Regions from separate parts of the Gossypium hirsutum genome. Here region 2 is linked to region 1. Evidence: chromatin contacts called from public Hi-C data. All regions are on one chromosome and are shown on one strand. Each heading gives the region's core, a stretch centred on a gene start, on an enhancer-like site or on the middle of the called end of the contact. The rest is flanking DNA. Distances are from core to core; before and after follow the strand shown. Region 1 holds the start of LOC107901806 (eukaryotic translation initiation factor 3 subunit D). Region 2 holds the start of LOC107901804 (VQ motif-containing protein 4).

What was found. A called contact is a pair of places that touch in the nucleus more often than the background predicts.
Region 2: a Hi-C map of leaf shows a contact between it and region 1, with 1.6 times the contacts expected there. The contact joins the promoter of LOC107901804 here to the promoter of LOC107901806 in region 1. A contact is called at or near these places in 4 of 34 Hi-C or Micro-C datasets (callus, leaf and petal).

Annotation. Positions count from the first base shown.
Region 1 is chrD06:45,646,719-45,651,442 of Gossypium_hirsutum_v2.1, forward strand. It overlaps LOC107901806 (eukaryotic translation initiation factor 3 subunit D), which reads left to right and starts at 3,224. Exons shown (of 3, transcript XM_016827965.2): 1 at 3,224-4,616; 2 at 4,619-4,724. The coding sequence starts at 3,338.
Region 2 is chrD06:45,791,733-45,796,756 of Gossypium_hirsutum_v2.1, forward strand. It overlaps LOC107901804 (VQ motif-containing protein 4), which reads left to right and starts at 1,301. Exons shown (of 1, transcript XM_016827961.2): 1 at 1,301-2,478. The coding sequence starts at 1,588. The coding sequence ends at 2,325.

The DNA of each region.
Region 1 (4,724 bases), core at 1,974-4,473:
CATACATTTATGGATACATTGCAATCTTGTATGAATTTCTACGAGTCAACCATATTCTGCGCCATTTATTTCGGCTGATACCATCACAATGTTATCATTCTTTTATACGCCAGTTATCATGTCCTTATCATAATTAATCTTCCATATCTTGTTAACTGAGGAATCCTTCCAATCATTTCATAAATCTCTTGTCCCATAATACTTACCTAACAGAACATACCCTTGGAAACTACTTCCAACAATCCACACCTTAATCCATACTCTTATTTCAAACAACTACTTACTGACATTATCTTAGGTGGATACATATATATGGCAGATACTTATACATAGTTTCATACCATTGGTTCACACTCAGACATACCCTGATCTAGATCTGTACACATATTCATACTGATAATCCACTACGTATAACATCCAAATGAACTCCATATCATGCTATATCAGAATCTCATAATTCAAAATGTCATTAACTCAAATTCAGAATAAATTTAGAAGAAGATGTAATATCCCTCACTTTTCATATTTATAGTTTATTATGATAGATACCCTTCTCAACATACAGATATACATTTCTTTTCCACAGAACCCTTATGACTTTATTCAACTCTTATTCTTGAGCATATCAATACTTTATCTTGGTCATACTTATTACAAAAGAGACAGACATTCAGATTCATAGCTTACAAAATATTCCTGATAGTTCACACCACATAAACTTAGCAAAGCACACCATACATGCAATCAGATAAAGTACGCCACTAAGGAGATCTATTTAGAGTTCGCTAGAAATGCATTCCATTTAGAGTTCACCACAAAGGCTATTCTTTATTGTCATGTTTACGATATGGATTTTCTTAAACTCACATTACATGAGGTTTGCCCATCATCGTCCTGGGATACACAGAGAACCCCATTGGGTAATCACCATTCCCTAGTTCTTTTTCAGAGGGTACCATGACCATGGACTTTTCCTTCAGAGTTTATATCAGAATTCGTGTTTTTAGTCCCAACGGACTCCATTAGACACCACTGCGATGAACAGACCTAGACTCTCTTAACAGACACTTTATGTATTGACACAATCTAAATTCAACCTTTTACTTCACTAACATACACTCAATCAGAACACACACATCTCATAGCATACATTTCAAACATATACATACTCAACCATACTTCAATGTTTCAATACTCGTACACTAATGATCATATAATATACTTTTCATGACTTCGAATCCATTGTTCAATCAATTTCCTATAGATGACTCACAATATGATCAGTATACATACAGGAGTCAACATAAAACTCACCTGACGCCCATGTACAGCACCTTAAACTCCAGATTCATACTTCCATCATGAAACTACAGCAACCACTACTTACAAAACATAGGAACACCATTAAAACTCTTTCACATACTATTTACCATCATCTCGAGCATAGATAACCCCCATGCAAAGCTTTATTTCTTCATCTTACTGTTAATGTACCCATACAGGCTTAAACTTTCATAACTTAACATGCAGAGCCATAATACTTACCTTGACATGGAGTATCTACTGATAAAAATATAGAATTACAACTTCCAGCTTAAAGAAGAAAGAAATGTTTTTGGTTCCTTAAAAATAAGATAATAACACTTTAGAAGAAGGAAGAAGAAAACTCCCCTTTTTTTCAAACTTGAATACATATATATACAACCTATATCCTTATTATGGAACTTGACATGTGTCACAATCTTTCAAAATTGTCCTTATTTTGGTCTACGACCCTTGAGGAGAACACAAATGATCATCTAATAAATTTATTTATACCTAACTCATCTACTCAATTGATTCCTAACTAGAATGTTTACAACGTAACGAGCATAGTAATTTCAATCAAACTTGGCATACAATACCTTTGGTATTAACCCAACTTGCAATTTCCCCAATACTTTTACCGAGCTCTTTTTCTTTACAACTCAACACATTTTAAGGTCATTCTTTACCTAATATCTCAACTTCTGTTATGCGCCCATTCTATACGCCTAAAAGAAACTATTGGACGGATAGAACTATGCCACATATATTACTCTCAGTCTACGCGCCAAAACTTAAGACTTGCCAAACCAAAGATGCTACAATTTCTATAGCAACCAAAGATAAGAAAGTGATGAAAGTATTGTAGACAAAGGAAAGAAAGTGATAAAAGTGTGAAAGGAAGAAAATAGAAGCAAATAGAGTGAAATCTAGCTAAAAAGAGTGTCCTGAAAGTGATCATGTGAAAAGTGTTCGTGAGTGGCTTACCGAATCACATCGCATCAACACAGTAATATGGAAAAGTATGAATTTCAATTTATGGACAATAATGTGGCATGTACTTAGGTAAGGAATGTGTTAAGTAGATAGTGAAATGCCTTGAAAACAAGTTTTGTTGAAGTGGGAATGTCTTGAAGATTGTGTGGTTAATGATTAGTGATTGAACATGGATGTGTTACATGATGTTTTGAAGGTATGTATTGAGGTATTTTAAAGAAAAGAATGGAACTTAAGTGATGTATTAATCTTGAAATGTGACATCTTTTGCTCGAGTTATTGATTTGACTCGTGTAAGGGATGTTACAACCGTTGATTCTATAAGAGTAGGGCCAAGTTGTATATCCAATCACATCCTAGTAGAGCACTCCAAGGCTCTACTACTAGCACTATATGGTCTTACATTATACGATACCTATTTAGTGGAAGCCACATCAAACTCCTCTGTATAACCCTCTTCGTTTTTTTAAAAAAAACTCCAAGCACTTAACACACCATTGAAACCCTGCCCAACTTTTTACATCTTCTTTAGTGGATCTTAGTGTACTAGTGTGAACCACATCCAACTATGATCTCAACCTTGTTTAGTGCTTCTCAACACACCTTTACGAACCATGTTTGACTATTGTCTAAATGTTGCATTGGCAAAACTATTGTCATAACATAAAAAAATTATTAATATAGGCCACTTACAAAGCTAAGCTTTTAATCTAAGTATTTAATATTTAAATTTTAATATTAAAATGTCACTTAAAAATTAAATATAAAACCACTTTTAAGTTTTACATTAGTGCAAGGAGATTCTTCCCACTTAAAATATATTTATTTGAGTAGCACTCAAATAGTGGAGGCCCAATTAGAGATCCGAGTTCTCATATAAATGTAAACAAAAGGCCCAAATTCCTATGGTAAACCTGTCATTTAAGACAATGTAGATCCCCTCCGTCGGACTAGGGTTTTCTTTTATCTTCTTACACACTTGTACTCTTTATACACTTCGGCTCCACTGCAAGCAAAATCTAGAGATCCGTCGACAATGGTAGGAGTTTTCGAAGTAGGCGCCGTTCCGTTTAATCCTGACGGCTGGGGTCCGCCCGACTCCACCACCGCCACCGCGCCGTCCACCACCACCACTCTCCCTCTTCACGTTCCTTTCGCTCCCTTCTCCCGCTCTGAAAAACTCGGCCGAATCGCCGACTTCACCCGATCTTTTGCAAATGCCAACCCATCTAACCGCCCTTCTTCAGGGAAGCCTGGCGCAGCCTCCTCAGAGTCGCCCTTCGATTTCTCGCTCGACCTCGATACTTTCCCTCTTGCGAACCCCGAAGACGATTCTTCCTTCCGTTTAGTCGACGCAAAGCCGCCCACGCGGCCTAAATTTGGCCCCAAGTGGCGCTTCAACCAACACCGACCTCAACTTCCTCAACGGCGAGATGAAGAAGTTGAGGCCCGTAAAAGAGAAGCTGAAAAAGAACGAGCCCGACGTGACCGTCTTTATAATCTCAACCGATCGAACCAGAACCAGCAACGTCGTGAAGCTGCGATTTTCAAATCCTCCGTCGATATCCAACCAGAGTGGAACATGCTGGATCAAATCCCTTTCTCAACATTCTCCAAATTATCCTTTTCCGTTCCAGAACCTGAAGATTTACTTCTCTGCGGTGCTTTAGAGTATTACGATCGCTCCTTTGATCGAATTACCCCGAAGAACGAACGGAGACTCGAGAGGTTCAAGAACAGAAACTTCTTTAAAGTCACCACGACTGACGACCCGGTGATCCGAAGATTGGCAAATGAGGACAAAGCAACTGTTTTCGCCACTGATACGATTCTGGCAACGTTAATGTGTGCACCCAGGTCAGTTTATTCTTGGGACATTGTGATTCAACGTGTTGGGAATAAACTATTTTTCGACAAAAGAGATGGGTCACAGTTAGATTTGCTATCAGTCCACGAGACCTCTCAGGAGCCATTGCCTGAAGCTAAAGATGATATTAACTCTGCTTATTCATTGAGTGTTGAAGCAGCTTACATAAATCAGAATTTTTCACAGCAGGTTTTGGTTAGGGATGGGAATAAGGTTAGTTTTGATGAGCCGAACCCATTTGCCAATGAAGGTGATGAGGTGGCTTCTGTGGCATATAGGTATAGGAGGTGGAAACTTGATAATGATATGTATTTGATTGCACGGTGTGAGGTTCAGAGTGTTGTTGAAGTTAATAATCAAAAGTCTTTCCTCACTTTGAATGCGCTTAATGAGTTTGATCCCAAGTATTCTGGTGTTGATTGGAGGCAGAAGTTGGAAACACAAAGGGGGCAGTCTTGGCTACCGAGTTGAAGAACAATGCGAATAAGTTGGCTAAATGGACTGCTCAATCAATATTAGCTAGTGCCGATTTGATGAAATTGGGTTATGTTTCGAG
Region 2 (5,024 bases), core at 51-2,550, 140 kb after region 1:
ATTGTAAACCCAAATATTATATGGTAGATGTTAATGATACAAATGCAAAAAGTTTTCTTACAACATATTGTGAGGTATGATATCATTGAAGAAAATGGAGCATACAAAATAAAAGATTGGATCGTACTAACATGTTGCATACTTCATAGCTTCAGTTATAAGTGAATTTGAGATCATCCATACTTTAAATGGTACAAATTGTAATACTCTTCTAATAGTAAATTTTAACTTATTTTATTGTAATTCTTTAGATCTGTTTGGTTGATATAGTGCAATTGCATTGTAATTCTCTATGTCACATTTAACAGTATAAATTATAATTACACAATTATATAACTTATATTTTTTAAAATATAATAATTACGATAAAAAATATTGGCATGATAAAAAGAATTTCTAAAAAAGTAACAAAAGTTCAAATTAAATCATCATGTGTATTATGTTAGTCCAAAAAAGTAATTTAGAATACGATTTTTAATAAAAATAACAAGAAAAATAAACATTATATATAATTTTATATAATTGTTCTAGTGTTCCATATTTGTTAGGTTATTCTCATTTTAATATTTAACATATGCTCCTTTTCATCAAATGTTGGTCATTGATCGACTTTATCATCATCTGATTTTGAATTTGTATAATTAAGATGATCAAAATCTCTTTATTCTATATATTATTTGAAGTATGGATCATTATAAATCCACCTATGAGTGACGCTATAAACTATGCAACATGTTAGTACGATCCATCTTTTTTTTTTATGCTCCATTTTCTGAAATGATATCATACCCTGCAATATGATATAAGAAAACTTTTTGTATTTGTAACATTTATCATAAAATATTTAAGTTTACAATGCAAATAGTCTTTAGCCTTAATAATAAAATCTTATATAAACTTAATTTGAAAATAGAATTATGCTAAATTATAACATTTTCTTATAATATGTAAAGTAAGTCAAAATAATATAAAATTTATAATATATAACCCCTATAAAAAATTCTTTTATGAAGTGTCTGATAACTTTTGTAACATTTTTTATAAGTAAATATTTTTCCCATGATTTTAGAAAGTTATCTTTTTACAAATGTTATAATAAAAAATGAATAAATATATTATAACACTTTTATAACATATAAATGATTTTTTATAATAAAATTTTTATCATAATTTTAAATTTTTAAAATTTAAATAATATATTTTTGTTATAGATTTATAGATTATTTTTAAGATACATTTTTTAGGATTTATAATATTATAAACCTTTGACTATAAACATTCAATCCATGCTCATGCTTATAATATAAATTACAATTCAATAAAACCCACAAATTCCAATAATTACCCAATCATATTATTCAAATATTTACATCTATATGCAGATTACTTTCCAAATACTACCTTGATAATTAAATAAATACACGGTTTAGACAAAACAAAAACGACAGCCGAACCCCAAAAGCTCGCAATCCACCAAAACATTTCTTACCAAACCAAAACCTCTATCACTGTCTAACCTTTTTCCGCCTTTTCCCAAGCATCCAAACAGAAGCCAGAAAATCAACACAAAAGAAAAGGTAGCCCTAAATGGAAACCTCTACATGGCTGAGCCCAAACCCCAATTTCCTTCCTTCTCCCAAAACCCACAGTCCCGACAGCAGCATCAGCAGCAACACCACCGCCCCAACACCCCCGACTCCGCCGCCTCAGCAACCCAAACTCATCACCAGATCCGAATCCGCCAATCCTTACCCGACAACTTTCGTCCAAGCCGACACTTCGTCTTTCAAGCAAGTCGTCCAGATGCTCACCGGATCTTCCGAGACCGCCAAGCTTGCTTCTTCCATTAACTCAACTTCCTCCCCTCACTCCGATCCCAACCTCAAAACCCACATCCCGCCGATCAAGTCCATCCCCAAAAACAAGCAAAACTCTGGGTTTAGACTTTACGAGCGACGGAGCTCTCTCAAGAACCTCAAGATCAACCCCTTGAACCCGGTTTTCAACTCTAGCAATTCAGGATTTTCGCCCCGAAAACCCGAAATACTCTCCCCTAGCATTCTTGACTTCCCGTCTTTGACTCTTAGCCCGGTTACTCCCTTGATATCCGACCCCTTTGATCGATCTGGACCTGGAAACCACGCCGATTGTATTAATAATATCACCAACTTAGACAAGGAAGCTGAAGAGAAAGCAATTAAAGAAAAGGGTTTTTATTTGCATCCATCGCCGGCCTCTACGCCACGAGATACTGAGCCTAGGCTTCTCCCTCTTTTTCCAGTTACTTCACCTAGAGTTTCAGGTTCTTCTACTTCTTCAAACTAAGAAAAACAAATCATTTTTATTTTTGCTTCTTTTGATGTTGTTGTAAGATTTTTTTTATATATTGTTGGGCACTGAAGATGAGGAATGTTAAAAAAAGGGCCGAGAAATGATTTGTAATCTTGGATACTTCAAGAGGAAATCTTTGCTTTTTTACTTCTTCTGCGATGCTTGGATGCTGGGAAATTTTAAACAATTGATTTTAGTTAAAAACAATTGATTTATCTTAGTCAAATGAGGAATTTAAATTTTGGTAAATTGAGAAATGACTGATTTGAATTGGAATCAATGAGTGACTATTAATGGCCAAGGAAAAAAAAAAGAGTGACTATTACTAGTTTTTCTTAATTTTCTTTTGGATGATGTTATAAGGTGGAATTTGTATTTTGAAAATATTTAGTGCGGTATTTAAATGATCCGTTTGTGTATTATTAGTTTCATTAAATGCTTTACATGAGTTCTGATGTGATGCGGTGGTTGTTTATTTCTTCCTTTAACTTTAACGATGTTATTGAGATTCACGTTCGTAAGATCGATCAATTGTTTATCTCTTTAAAGAGAATTCATGACGATAGAATTGATCATTATTATTGGATGCTTTAGTTATGAAAAAAAAAAAATCTAACATGGTATTTGTAGTTTGAAAATGTTAATTTGATGCCTAAATTATAAACCTATGTATTATTGTGGAATGAGCACCGTGATAAATGATAATTTAATTTATGAAAATCTGATAGATGATTTTTTTTAAATCATCAACTTCAAAAGATAATATAATTTTTATGTGAAAAGTTAAATTAAATCTCAATTTTTGAGAATTTTTAGAGGAGATTTGAGAGCAAATTACAAATTTTAACTCAAAATTTCTAACAATTTTTAAAAATCTTAAAAACTTTTTTTAAAAAGAAATTGAAATCTATTTATGTCTAAAATTTTTAAAATTTATTTTCTTGCTTGATTTAGCGAGTGAAATTTTGTTTATAAAATGGGAAGTTTTTGAAAGAAAACTTAAAGGAAATCAAAATTAAATTTTCGTAATTAAGGTTTTATGTGGTGGAAATTTACTTAAAATGAGAAGATGATATTAATATTTACTTTAATAAAGAATAAAATATTTTGCTTAGTATTTTTATGAATTATATTGGTTTAGATTTAGTTATTTGTTTAAAAAAATAAATTTAGTTTAAACATTTTGTTTTATTTTAATATTTTATATAAATAGTATATTATTCACTTTCATCCATAGAAGGATATTTTATTAGGAGATAATGAATGGAAAGAGAAAACAATGATCCCCATTTTGTTTCTTTTCTTTTGAGTAGCCTGAGCAAGAGGATACTTCAATATAGAGGAAAAGTTTGGAAAAGTAATCATGCAAAGGCAGTTTCATCACAGTGAACCTTGCACTTAAAACATTGTTTTGGGTCCCCACTTTTTGACTCCAAACAGTCCAACGTCCAAAATTTAGTGAATGGAGACATGCGAAAACGCAGGCGGAAAAGAAGAAAGTGGGACTCCTGATGTTGAATGGTTTTGGGGGTCATCTCTTATTTTTGTTTTTTCTTGTCTTCTTTTATTTCTGTTTTTGTAGACCACACTGTTGCAATTTTACAACTTAATCCCAAATCAATTTGAAAAAATAACATTAACATCTATTATCAGGTAATCTAAATTCTCACAAACATGATCAGGCATTGCATTATTTCAATCTCTTTGGCTCTATTAATTTTTCAGTCCAAACTCTCGTACAAGAAAGGAGGATAGTAGGAAGGAGTAAGTGATAGTTTTATGGAGATGGATTACCTAATAAGGCAAGTTGATTATTGGAAGAAAGGATAACTACTTAGAATAACTTTAAAGGCTAGAAAATTGATCTATTTTTTATAGTTGGGAAGGTATTAATAGGAGAGGTCCTATTATCCACTAATGTGATGTGGTAGGATAAATACTCAGTCTCACCAAGTGTGTAAAGGATATTCATGATAAGTCTTATTCTGTTATTTATTCAATTAATATAATATTGTTATATCTAAGTGGACTCCAATGGTCTCGAGAATGTATTCACACTTGAAAAGTGTTCACACATAAAAGTGGATGTCTAACCTTTCTAGAGAGAGTAGAAGGTTAGTACACTCTTGATTATGGTGGATGGTTTGACAAAATGTCCTTTTAAGTAGAGTCAACAGAAAGATCAATATTATTTATACTACTGACACATTTCATGTGACAGAAGAATATAATAATGACTAATTTATCATATCATTACTTGCAAGGATTCTTAGTGCTTTCCTTCTAAAGGCTTTGAGAGAAAATAAAACATAGATAACATCTAGGGTCATTACGAGTTGACAAACAGATAAGGCTTGTATAAACATTTTGAAAGGGAATTGCAAACAAGGAAGACAGCAAGCATACCTTGCTTTTCACACGGTCTCAATTATTGAATCAAATCCTACCATCTTCTTTGAAATTTATGTCAATATTTTAGTTGGGATTGCATTTCATACATTCGCCTTAAATAATGCGTGGATTCCAATCTTCTTATTTTCTAATCTAGCTGAACATATAATTTCTCTTTGAAATATTTCATTAATTTCTTTTAGAAAAATAAATGCAAATAATATTTAGGATATATTTGATAAATTAAAAAAATTTAAGTTTGAATTTTTAATATTGAATATATATTATAAAATTGTTTGATA